3 separate regions of the Danio rerio genome follow, and regions 1 and 2 are each linked to region 3. A link is a contact called in public Hi-C and HiChIP or PLAC-seq data. All regions are on one chromosome and are shown on one strand. Each heading gives the region's core, a stretch centred on a gene start, on an enhancer-like site or on the middle of the called end of the contact. The rest is flanking DNA. Distances are from core to core; before and after follow the strand shown. Region 1 has its middle 200 kb from the start of zfhx3b. Region 2 overlaps zfhx3b (zinc finger homeobox 3b). Region 3 holds the start of zfhx3b (zinc finger homeobox 3b).

The links. A called contact is a pair of places that touch in the nucleus more often than the background predicts. HiChIP or PLAC-seq counts read pairs in DNA pulled down with a chosen protein or histone mark.
Region 1: a Hi-C map of an unstated tissue shows a contact between it and region 3, with 2.6 times the contacts expected there. The contact joins the enhancer-like site here to the promoter of zfhx3b in region 3. A contact is called at or near these places in 1 of 18 Hi-C or Micro-C datasets (an unstated tissue) and 1 of 4 datasets of contacts at active chromatin or transcription factors (embryo).
Region 2: an H3K4me3 HiChIP or PLAC-seq map of embryo shows a contact between it and region 3, with 6 times the contacts expected there. The contact joins the enhancer-like site here to the promoter of zfhx3b in region 3. A contact is called at or near these places in 5 of 18 Hi-C or Micro-C datasets (caudal fin, embryo, hematopoietic stem cells and 1 more) and 3 of 4 datasets of contacts at active chromatin or transcription factors (caudal fin, embryo and gastrula embryo).

What each region holds. Positions count from the first base shown.
Region 1 is chr7:74,103,748-74,108,105 of GRCz12tu, reverse strand. It overlaps a transcript of zfhx3b not described here. Among named protein-coding and RNA genes, the nearest start is that of zfhx3b, 200 kb to the right of the region's middle. Within about 2 kb of position 1,780, at least 4 of the 62 cell types and tissues checked have an H3K27ac peak or open chromatin away from gene starts, as enhancers often do.
Region 2 is chr7:73,708,423-73,712,404 of GRCz12tu, reverse strand. The region is part of intron 4 of zfhx3b (zinc finger homeobox 3b); the gene reads left to right. Among named protein-coding and RNA genes, the nearest start is that of pmfbp1, 120 kb to the right of the region's middle. Within about 2 kb of position 1,419, at least 6 of the 62 cell types and tissues checked have an H3K27ac peak or open chromatin away from gene starts, as enhancers often do.
Region 3 is chr7:73,907,509-73,911,735 of GRCz12tu, reverse strand. zfhx3b (zinc finger homeobox 3b) reads left to right here and starts at 2,734. Exons shown (of 10, transcript NM_001365188.1): 1 at 2,734-3,147.

The sequences.
Region 1 (4,358 bases), core at 531-3,030, 200 kb before region 3:
TTGCTCCTCCTCCTCCTTCCCTCAACCCAAGCGACGGTTTGCAAAAGCTGTCCAGAAAAAAAATATAATAATAAAAAGCCCTCGTCTTCGATTTCGACCGCGTTTTCAGATCCTGCTGCATTCTCGCCCTTATTTTTCAGATTCTGTTTTTCATCTTACCTGATATCCGGAACCGCTCTTCCTCGGACCCGATCCCGGTCGTCCCCGCGGCCGGCTCCTCCTCCTGCAGGCCTCCGCTCCGCCGATGTAATGCTGCGAGCTAAGCGGACGAACTGGTAGCGGCAGCAAAGCCCTCCACTCATTCATCGCTCGAGAAAAACTAAACGTAGATCGCAGTCTCCAGAAACGTCCGCGGGGCTACGTTTACAGAATGAGCTTGGGTTTTTTATTTGCAATTAAGGTTCATTGATGTTATAGTTTAATAACTAATACGCTGAAACCAGATTATTTGAGTCATTTTAAATGGTTTTAAATTCATAAAAATGACTTATAACTCAGTTTTCATCTTAAGTTTTTGTTTTTTCTTTTAAATCTGTGCATTATTATTGTTCTTAATTGCAATTAAGGTTTATTTCTGTTATAGTTTAATAACTAATTAATTGAAACTGGATTGTTTTAGTCATTTCTAATGGTTTTACATTCTTAAAAATGACTTTTAACTTAGTTTTTGTTTTAGGTTTTAGTTTTTTCTTGTAAATCTGTGCAGTATTTTTGTTTTTTATGTGCAATTAAGGTTCATTTCTGTTATAGTTTAATAACTAATGCATTGAAACCGGATTATTTTAGTAATTTCTAGTTATTTTACATTCATAAAAATGACTTATAATTTAGTTTTAAGGTTCATTTCTGTTATAGATTAATAACTAATTAATTGAAACCAGATTATTTTAGTCATTTCTAATGGTTTTACATTCATAAAAATTACTTTTAACTTAGTTTTCATTTTAAGTTTTAGTTTTTTCTTGTAAATCATGTGCATTAATTTTGTTTCTATTTGCTATTAAGGTTTATTTCTGTTATAGTTTAATAACAATACATCAAAACCACATTACTTTAGGTGGTTTAAATGGTTTTACATTAAGTTGACAATAATAAAGTGACTTATACAGTAATAACTTAGGATAACAATTACAGCTTAAATGTACTCATCTTTTAACAGTATGTTTAATGTCTGTGATATCTAATTCAATTACTTATGCCCTTTTTCCTCTTTCAAAATTATAAGACATGACACATTTTTGTGTTTTTATTATGAATCGAACACATTGAAATTAATTATGGTGCATTGCAGTTTTTTTTTCCAGTTTGTAAATGAATCCAAACACTCAAAAAATGATGTTCGCTGTCTGTTCAAACTTATTTAAAATTAGCTGAAACAACACAATTGTTGAAGTGTTTTTTGAGGACAACTTAATTGTTTTACGTTTAATCCACTTAAATTTGTTAAAAACTAATTACTTAACTTAATTCCTTCATGTTGTCCCAACACAGTTCGATTGTGTGGAGCATTTATAACAGTGTATAATATTTGCAAAAACGACTGCTTTATGGTCTGATACATTTGACTAATGTGAAAAGATGTATTACTGCCAATGATCTCTCTCTCAACTGTCACTCTTGACCCTGTATCTATGTCAGAAAATACTTCACTCAGTGACCCACAACCTTACTGTCCTAATGGGGTCACAGTAAGGCACATGAGTCACTCGCTCACAGACTGTGTGTGTGTGTGCGCGCGTGCTTGTTTTTATTGGCTGGAGCATTGTGTCATTCCGCATTGCGATCACATACACAAATGTAGACGGTGTCTCTTTACATATTGTCTATGTCGAGTGACACCATCACATAAGCACAGTCACTAGCCTGCCATGTAAAATGGCTGTAATGCTATGAACGGACGCTAGTACTGAGCATGGGCAGGGGGTGAGGATGGTCATGGGAAACTGAGTTTCCCTGAAGCACAACACTAGCTGTTTACATACAGTAGGACAGGATTTATACCTTTATGAAATGAACATGTTGTTACTGTACTGCTGTTGGAGATTTTTGTAATTGTGTTTGATTTAGATCACAGGCTAGTTGCTCATGTTTCAAATTCATGCATTCATTAATTTTTTTTGGTTTATCTGTTCATTTGTTTGTTCTTTCATTAATTTATTAATTTGTCCATTCATTCATTCATTCATTCATTCATTCATTCATTCATTCATTCATTCATTCATTCATTCATTCATTCATTCATTCATTCATTCATTCATTCATTCATTCATTCATTCGATCATTCATTTACTCATCCATTCAATCATTCATTAGCATTTGCAATAATTTGTTTGTTCATTCGTTTTTTCACTAACCATTATTTTGTTCATTCATTCATTCATTAATTCATTCATTCGATCATTCATTCATTCATTCACTCATTCATTCATTCATTCATTCATTCATTCATTCATTCATTCATTCATCAATTTATTTGATTATTCCTCCATACATCTACTCAATCATTTAATAGCATTTGCAATAATTAGTTTGTTCATTCGTTTGTTCACTCATCATTAATTTGTTCATTTGTCGATTCATTCATGCATTCATACATTCATTCATTCATTTGCATTCACTTTTTGTTTGTTTATTTGTTCATTCATTATTTTTAAAATTCATTCATTCATTCATTTGCATTCATTCATTCGTTTGTTTGTTTGTTTGTTCATTTGTTCATTCATTAATTCATTAATTCATCCAATCATTTATTTGTCTATTCATTCATTCATTCATTCATCCGATCATTTAATCATTTGTCCGTTTATTTGTCCATTCATACATTCATTTGCATTTATTCATTTTTTGTTTGTTTGTTAATTTGTTCATTCATCAATTAGACAACTTGTTCATTCATTCATTTGTGCATTTACCCATTCATTCGTTTTTTATTCATTTCTTTGTTATAAATAGTTTGCACAGAAGCAGCACCATCACAACAACCCCTGTACAATAAACAAATGAGCTTCATTTGAGTATCACGTCAGCAAAAATGTAAATATTAAAAATAGCAAATGAATGAAAGATCAAGCAGAGAAAGATATCGTATTCATATCTCATATTCGGTTTGGATAAAGACAATAGACTGTTTTTAATAGAAAAGAGACTCTCTTTAATAACTGTGAAACTTTCAGGTCTTTAGTTAAAAAGAGAAAGAGCGAGAAAAAAAAGAAAACTAAGGTGGGATTAATGAAAAGGCAATTTTGGCCTGAGCAAATTATCTTTCTCGAAATTAATGCTTAATATTTCATTCTTTCCATATATATTTGATGTGCTCTTTGCATTTTTGCAAATATAATGTATCCGTCCACATTCATTTCGCCACACCGCCTTGATGAGTACTTCAAATGTGAATTAAAGCGCTCCATTTTTAGGGGGAAAATGAGTAATAATTCAGAAATATTAATAATATATAATCATAATGCTGTTGAGGAGAATTGAAAGTTCAAAAACAGCAGGAAAGAATGGAAGCCGAGACAGAAAGAGCGGGAGACAGAGAGGGTCCTGACTGGAGTTGTGTCATGTTAAGTGTTTTGCCGGGCCTCTGTGAGTGTGATGTGGGGTCTGGTTGAGGGTTTGGAGCAGGTAATTGCGTGTAGGGAAGGGTTAGTTAGTCATTTATGGTGTGCCAGGCGAGTTCTCCTCAGTGAAAGCTAATTGAGAATGAGCGTTAACAGGTCTCCCCCCACCCCCCAACCCCATCAGCTCGGGCACTTGTACTTAACCCATTTAAAAGTCTCCACCAACACTGCCACGGTAATTAATATTAATTGTCCTTCGTGTTAATTTTATCTCAGTGGGATTGTAAAATACTGACAGGACTATGGAGGGATTCAGGAATGTCCTCCATCTCCTTCCTTCTCCATCTATTCTGGGGCTGGACGATATAAAATAAAATCTCATATCTAATCTCATATCTATATCATAATATACACTGTAAAAAATGTTGGGTTCCACACAATCGATTTGTGTTGACACAACATGAAGGAATTGAGTTAACTCATTAGTTTTATTTACAAATTAAGGAGGATTGAACATAAAACAATTAAGCTGTCCCAACAAACCTCAGGAATTGTAATCATTTGAAATAAGTAGCTTGACCAAACAGCAAACATCATTTCGGTAAATTTAATCAATTGATAGTTTATTTTGACCGCATGTTAAGGAGTTTTTTTTTTTTGTTTGTTTGTTTGACGTTTTAAAGTATGTAAACTCAGGTTGTGTCCGAAAGCGAATACTTCTATACTATATAGTACACTTAAATTAATATGCGAGTAGCATGTTCGAATTCATTCATTTTAATTTATAGAATTCGAAAA
Region 2 (3,982 bases), core at 170-2,669, 200 kb after region 3:
AATAATATAATAAAATATATAATACAAAAAATATATAATATAATATAATATAATATAATATAATATAATATAATATAATATAATATAATATAATATAATAGTCTAAAATAATATAATAAAATATATAATAATACTAATAAAAATAATAATAATAATAGTAATAATAATAAAAATATGTAATAATATAATATATTATTTTATAATATAACAATATAAAATATTATAATAAAATATATAATATAATAAAATATATAATATGATATATAATTTATATATATAATACATACTTTTATATTTATACATATTTTATAATACATAATTTTATAATAAATATAATGCATTTGATGGACTATGTGTTTTTCGTCCATCTAGCGATGGTGTCTCCAGATTTAGTCCGGTCTGAGATGGAGGCAGTGTTTTTTTGTGTGTTGTGGGTTAGAGGGGGGTCCTGTTTTGGGGCAGGAGGGGTACGGACGGGGCCGAAGAAGTGCTGATATGAAGAGCGGACAAAGCATGAAAGCCCCCAGCATGGAGCCTATGTCCCATTGTCCTGCAGAACCCTTCTGTCACTTTCATTTTACACCGTGCGCTCCGAAGTCAGGACAGCTTTGATATAGGGAAGGGGTTGACGGGGGGCCAGAGGGGGATCTAGTAGGGGAGAAAAAAAAAAAAAAACAGGACAAGCAAGGGAGAGAGAGATAGAGTCCGTGAGGTGTGAAATAAGATTGCTTTTTTATCCAACAGTGCAGCGTTAAAGACAAGGAAGCTGTCTGTTGTGGGGGAGAACGAGGGGGAGAAAGAGGTAGACAGGGGAGGGGGGAAATGTGGCCCCCGCAGATTTACAGTGACACCTGGTTAAAATGATAACTAGTGCTTGGGTAATCCTAATGAGAGTAATGAGAAGGAGCACAGAGACCGGCTCACATCGCTCCACTGCTCTCTGGCTGGAGGAAAGGGTCGGAGAATCACCTCAGCAGACTATGCTAAACCGAGGATCCCACTAGGAGCTTCTCAGGTACGATTTCTTAAAGCGAGCGTGTTTTGAAGAGTCTGGGGTTGTGGTATACACACACACACACACACACACACACACCGACCGGGCCTTCGGTCTGGGGGTAGCAGAGGCTGGATGGAGCAGTGGTTAGCATGTATTATTTATTTGGTGGTTTGTGCCTGTCAGTATGATTAGTATGTGTGTAATCAGCGTTCTTCTGGGGAAACGGGGGAAGGCAGCTCGGCCTCATCTGAAGGTAATCGCGCTGTCTTCTGAGTCTCATCGCTTGGCGCGGACTTCCTGTCTAGCATCTGCTTTTGTCATCTCCACATATTTTTCAGTCCGCGTTCTGTATATATTTGTCTGTGCCTTTCTAACCTCTCTGCCTTCATCTGCTGTGTGTGTGTGTGTGTGTAGCAGTCTCTCTTCCTTGCTTGTAAAGGGTGACACCTATAGGTCAATGCGAGATCCTGCATGCTGAAAGATACAGCATGTGTGTGTGTGTGTGTGCATGTGGTGCATTTCTCTCACACATTAGCATGTGTTCCTGAATCCAGTACCAAATTAAAGTCCATTTTCGTACATCCCTCCATGTGGGGCTTTGTTGAAACGTTACACTATCGTGTTTCCTCAGAGAACAGACGTGTTTTGTCTTTTGAGGCTCTTCGTTTTCATTTGGCGTGATTAGATTAAGGCGAAAGTTTAATATCACTGCAGTACGGGTTAATGAGGACGATTAATTAGAAAGCCTAACCTTCAGGGTATTGTCCTTTACATTTTTAGGATTTGGGTTAGCGAATGGCCTCTCGCCATAGCTGCGAGTGCTTCCTCTTAATCTATTTCCAGGCCCAGATCTATGACTACATTTGGGTGGGTCCTTTCATTCGCAGCCTACTCTAAGGCCACTTGTGACCTTTCATTAATTATGGCTGGCCCGGGTTTAATCATTGTGTACTGCGGTGGTGGTGGCGGAGATGAGGAATAGGCACATTCATTTGCCTCTCAGACACACGGCCATGGGTGGAATTAAATGTCTACCTATGTGCGCACTGCTTGGGGGTTGGGGGGGGGGGGGGGTACAGTTGATGACGAATAGGTGAGAGATGATTTTTAGGATGGCAGCTGTTGCGTGAAGCGATTCTCCATTAAGAAAAGGTAGTGCGGGAATTACACACGCTGGCGGCTCTTCTAGAGGTGTAAAATCTACCTGGGGATTATTGTGTAATCTGGCTGCTTCTGACTCCATATCGTAGAGTAATTCCCAGCCTGGCGAAGGTGGATTTATCTAGGCTGCAGCGTATGTTGCATTTCTGTCTCCTTTTTTTTGTGTGTGTGTGTGTGTGTGCCTTTCCAGTCTGTTTCTCAGCCCAACGCTGGGTAATGTTGGGTTTTGGAGAAAACGGAAATGTCTTGTTGCCTTGGGAACATAACAGAAACAGGCACATTTGTGAAAGACTGAAATTTTGTGTGTGTATTTATTCATATTTATATTTGTTTTGTTTTTTTATATATAGTTGAAGTCAGAATTATTAGCCACTGTGAATTATTAGCCCCCCTGTTTATTTTTTCCCTGATTTCTGTTTAACGGAGAGATTTTTTCGACACATTTTTTTAACATAATAGTTTTAATACATAATTTCTAATGACTGATTTATTTTATCTTTGCCACGATGACAGTAATAAAAATTTTACTAGACATTTTTCAAGACACTTCTGAAAAATGTGTCTGAAATAATTTTTTCCCTAAAATGGTGTTTAAAAAATTAAAAACTGCTTTCATTCTAGCCTAAATAAAACAAAAAAGACTTTTTGAAGAAGAAAAAATATTATCAGACATACTGTGAAAATTTCCTTGCTCTGTTAAACATCATTTGGGAAATATTTAAAAAAAAAAAGAAGAAAAAATTGAAGGGGGCTAATACTTCTGACTTCAACTGTATATAGTTTAAGGGGCTAAAATTTTGACCTTAAAATCGTTTTAAAAAAATATTAACTGCTTTTATTCTAGCCCAAATAAAACAAATAAGACTTTCTCCAGAAGAAAAAATATTATCAGACATACTGTGAAAATTTCTTTGCTCTGTTAAACATACTTTGGGAAATATTTAAAAAGGGGAAAAAAATTCAAAGGGGGGGCTAATAAGTTCAACTGTACACTCTTAGAAATAAAGGTACAAAATCTGTCAGACACAAAGGTGCATTTTTGCTCCTAACAGGTCCTTAAAGAGTACATATGAATACCTAAAAATAACAAATGTGTACCTCACAGTAACTTAAAGGTACAAAAGCCAACCTTAAAGGTACAAACGTGAACCTTAAAGGTACAAGAGTGTACCCCTTGATGGTCCATTTGAGTATTAGTAGACTGTCTGCTTAATATCTGTTGATATGCTCCTTCAGCAGACATTTAACTGACTTTAAGAAACTTTGCGAGTACATGTCAACTTACACTAACCCTAACCCCAACGTAAGAGTCTACATATAATCTAATGAGAATTAGTTGGCATGTAGATGTAATGTCACTTAAATTCAACAAACGGACCATCAAAATAAAGTGACCCTACTGTCCACTAGTATGGTACAAAAGTATACCTTTTGTAAAGTTACCACCCCAGTGACAGATCATGTACCTTTATTTTTAATGTCTTCATATTTCTGATGGTTGAGAGCAAAAATATTAGCCCTCCTATGCAATTTGTATTCTTTTTAGAATATTTCCTAAGGTGTGTTTAATGAAGGACGAAAATAATTACAGTATTTCCTACACATTTTTTTTTTCTTCTGGAAAAAAAACCTTTTGGCAGTATAAATGCAGTTTTTATTGAAGGTTAATATTATTGGATTGCTCATGATTTTTCCCTGATAGGCTACAGAACAAACCATTGCTATTAGGGCTGTACGATATTGAAAATATCTGACATTGCAATATTTTGTTATTCTGTGATATACAGTGCTCAGCATGTAAAAGTACTCCCCTCACATGTCCAT
Region 3 (4,227 bases), core at 1,485-3,984:
TTTTTTGTTCACCCCCTCGCACGTGACGGAAGTGAATGTGTAGTCCTGCTTGCTGTTTCACATTTCTGTGCGCCACACGCGTCAGCAATAATAAAATATATGCTTTTAAAACTACAACTTATATTTGCGCGAGCGCACACACGGACACCCACGCGCTATCCAAGCACACACAACAGCAAGTGCCACGTCTAGCCTATATTATTCCTGAAGGCCAAAGTGTTTAATATTGCTATTGTTAATGTAATGCATTGATAGCCGTCTGTGACAATACTTCAGAACGTGCAATGGGGCTATATGTGTTTCCTTGAAACTCCCAAAGCGATGAGTTCTGCATGCACATATTCTGTATGATATGACTTTGAATGAGAATAAAATAAAATACAATACATATTATATTTTAGATATTTATTAAAGCATAAAATACTTGTCATTACATAAAATAACAGCAGATTTCATGTGATGATAATTATTAGAATTATTATTCTATACCATTTTAAATGATTCCTTAAGTAATGCACACATCAATCAGTCATAATTTGACAGCACACAATACACATAAGTCTTATTAAAAATAATAATAAAACAATAAATAAACAATACGATTCACAATGCAGCAAATAAGACAGCACGGAATTCCTCGCCGATACCTAAAACACATGATGTGTGGATTTCGTTGTATAACCAAAAGAAGAGGAAAAACATCGGAGAGAAAAATAAACACAACACAACATATGATCATTTTCCAATAGTCATTATGCAATCGATAAAAACAGGTTAGCTGTATTTGGCAAGATTAGAGCCCCTTATAGTTGTCAATAGTCAAAGTAGTCATTGAGAGAAAGAGGAATTGTCATTTCTTTAGTGAGAATCAACAATGGAATTATCATGAGAAAAGACACTGGCCTGGGCTCAAAGGTCGGAACTGGGATACACGCTTTTGATTCGGGAAGAAGGCGTTTTAAGTGACCACCAAGAGAAGGAGAATTGTTTTGGGGCAAAGTGAAAAAAGCAAACCTGTGGAGAAACCCACCGATCTATACTACAGTTGTTACTATTGATCAAATGTCACCTCTTTGAACGCACGCGCTTGAAAGTTACACTACTTATCGAGAATTATTTTTTTGTTCAAATAAACATAACATGTAGCTAATTTTATTGTCGCTTATTTTATCGTGTATCTAAAGAGTGATTTATATGCTATTTTAATTTCCAACTGAATAAGCATTACATCTGTTCAAATGCTCTGTTAAATATATTATGATATCATTAAAAACGATGGATTTGTGTGTTTAAAGTCATGCTATAACATGCATAAACTACCAAACATCAAAACTAAAACCGAGGAATAGATTGTTGATTAAGGAACTTCAGATTTTTGCATTGCACTCTCTCCCTATCTTCACCTCCTCTGTGTGAGAGTGTGTGTTTGTGTGTATGTGAGTGTGTGTGCGAGAGAGAGAGGAACAGAAACAGAATTTCTTATGGTCAAATAATATATTTTTTAAAGGCGTCAAATCTACACATTGCTTTTTGCTTCAACTTTTGTATCGAGTCTCAAATCTAATATCAGAAGAAGCATCTCTTATCGTTTAATGTTCACCACCGTCTGCATTTGAATAAAGCATATACTGTATATAACTTAGGATACATTGTGTTTTACTCTGACAGGAATTGTATCAGGCTGTGCAGAAAAGCTAAAAAGAGGAAAGTGGAGGTTTTTGCGCTGTCTAGTTTTTGCACTGTTTTTTCCCTCGCATTCGGTGGCAGTGTCTTGATTTCTCCTCATGCACTCATATTAACATAAAGCACGATGGGACAGACCGGGAGCGTAAATACAGGCTGTAAATACTGAGATGATATTGCGATAGATAAAATACATATTTCATTTATTACGCTTAAACATGATTATACTTTATAACGATTTAACTAATGTGGTGTTACATGAATAGTACGTGCCATTTTAAGCAACATTTGATGACTTCAAAAAATAACAAGTGTAAAAAATACAGACATAATGCTTTAAATCTTAAGACTGCACAGTGTTTTGGTAGTTTAGGTCATCAGTGAGATTAAAAAAAAATAATAAAATAAAGTATTTTTAAATATATATATATATACCAGCTGTTACTAGTCTACTTTTTACAGAGCACTATTTTAAGCATATTTATAAGTTTGTTTCTCACAATGAAACAGATTTGTGCATGCACACTAAAATATATATTTGTACTCAGACATTGCTTATTTAAGAATTACAATAATAAAGCTTTACATGCAGGGCTAATGTCCACAAGAAGTGAATTTTCCTTCAGTGTAGCATATAAACTAAAAGAAAAAGAAATGTAAACAGTGTTAATCCTGTTATTTTTATTAAATAAGACGCGCACGGACAGTGCGTCGAGCTTATCGGGGTTTGTAAGCGCTCTAAAGCTAATGCTTGGGAGATATAAAGTGCGCTATCGCATTTCACAAACATCCACGTTTTGATTTGTAAATCTAAAAGTATAGCGTCTCGCGAGCGTAAAAGACGAGCGCGAAAACACACTGCGCGGCGGGGTCTGCGCGCGCGCCTCTCCGCTATTAACTTTCAGTTTCTTCCTTCTCATCCAACTCTTACTTTGTGCTGTACTTAATTCCATATTTTCAATTCCCGATCACTACTTTCCTCTTTCTCGTTCTCCATCTATCCATCCATCCCTCCCTCCCTCCTCTATCTCCCTCCTCCCTCTCTCTCTCCTCGGCTCTCTGCTGAATCTTATTGATCCAGAAGGTGGCTAATTAGCCCTTCCCGTCGTGCCTGTGTAATGAAGCACATGCGCACTGAATTAATCACAGCCATTTTTTGCAGGAAACTAATTAGCAGGAATAAAGATCCAAAGAGTTTTTTTCTTTTCAATCATCAGATCTCACTTTCACCTCTTCCTCTCTCCCTCTAACACAAGACTCATCGCCTGCTTTGCATCCAAATTATTTTTATATTGCCTTTACAACTAATAGTCCGTTTTTTACTCTCCGCAACAACAATGATCTTTCTTTTACCATCATCCTAAACGCAAACTGACCAAAAGGGACTGCCTTGATGGGATCTTTAGCCAAAGCGTCTCAATACTGGATTAAAAAGCAAGGATCTCAAAGCGGCAGCCAAACATTGTAAGTTGTAACTTTGCTTTCTCTTTCTTTCTGTCTCTCTCTTAGCGTTACGATTCTCTTTAGTTTCAATAACAGACTAAAGCGATGGCTTTCGGGATTTCGCCGTAGCAGCCCCGGCTTTGCTTATTCTCCTAGCAGGGTAAAGAACAGGCGATCGCAAGTTATTTTCATGCAAGTTGCTTTATTTACTGTCGTTTTATTAGTATCGTTACCTGTGTTTACATCTGGCTTCGTCCTCGCTCTTCTCATGACTGGAAGAAAAGAAAAGGGCAAGACAGCGATTCCTTTTTCCAAACAGTTGGATTTAAAACACACTTCTGCACGTTCGCGTGTTCACACGGGTCACAATGGGACCGAGCAGTGTCAAGAAAGGGTTTTTTGAGAGGGTGTCGATGCGCGAGGGTCTGTGGGAGAGCAGCGGGAGCGCTGCGCGATCGTAGCCGGGAGAGGAGCGTCTTAGTCCAGCCTGCGAGTCCGTCTGCGTCCGCTGAGCGGGAAGCGTCGCCCCGCTTTTCCATTTTTACACCGATATGCTCGTTCGTCTTCTACTTTCATTTCCTCGCTCATTTAGCGAGCAGAAATCCTCAACAATGCGCCCATCGTTACTTTTCGAGTCCTTTCTAGTGTGGATTTCTCCGCCCTTTGCTGTGCATTTCAGTTCCTCTACTTTTTCCTCGCTCCTGTCACTTTCTCGGTTTATTTTTCGTTCCATGCGACGTTAAAGTTGTTCTTTGCCGCTTCCCAGCCGGAGTCACATGCAAGTCGATTGGCATGTGTGTTTGTGTGAAGTGTGTGTGAGTGTTTAGGGGAGTGTGTTTGGTATAGAGACGGAGCCCCGGGTCTCAGGAGCGGATCAGCCGGAGCTCACAGAGCCCGCAGAGCCGCGCGACACACACAGCGATTATACGGCGAATGCCTTAAAACAAGAAACCCACGCATACGGCGCGAGTTTCTGAATATAAAAATCAAAACCATGCAGTGAAATGCTATTTCGACAACAAAGACTTTGATAGCGAAATCGGCGTTGTATTTTACAACTTGCGTATGCTTTCTCCTGAGGGAGAAAAGCATATGACGAAA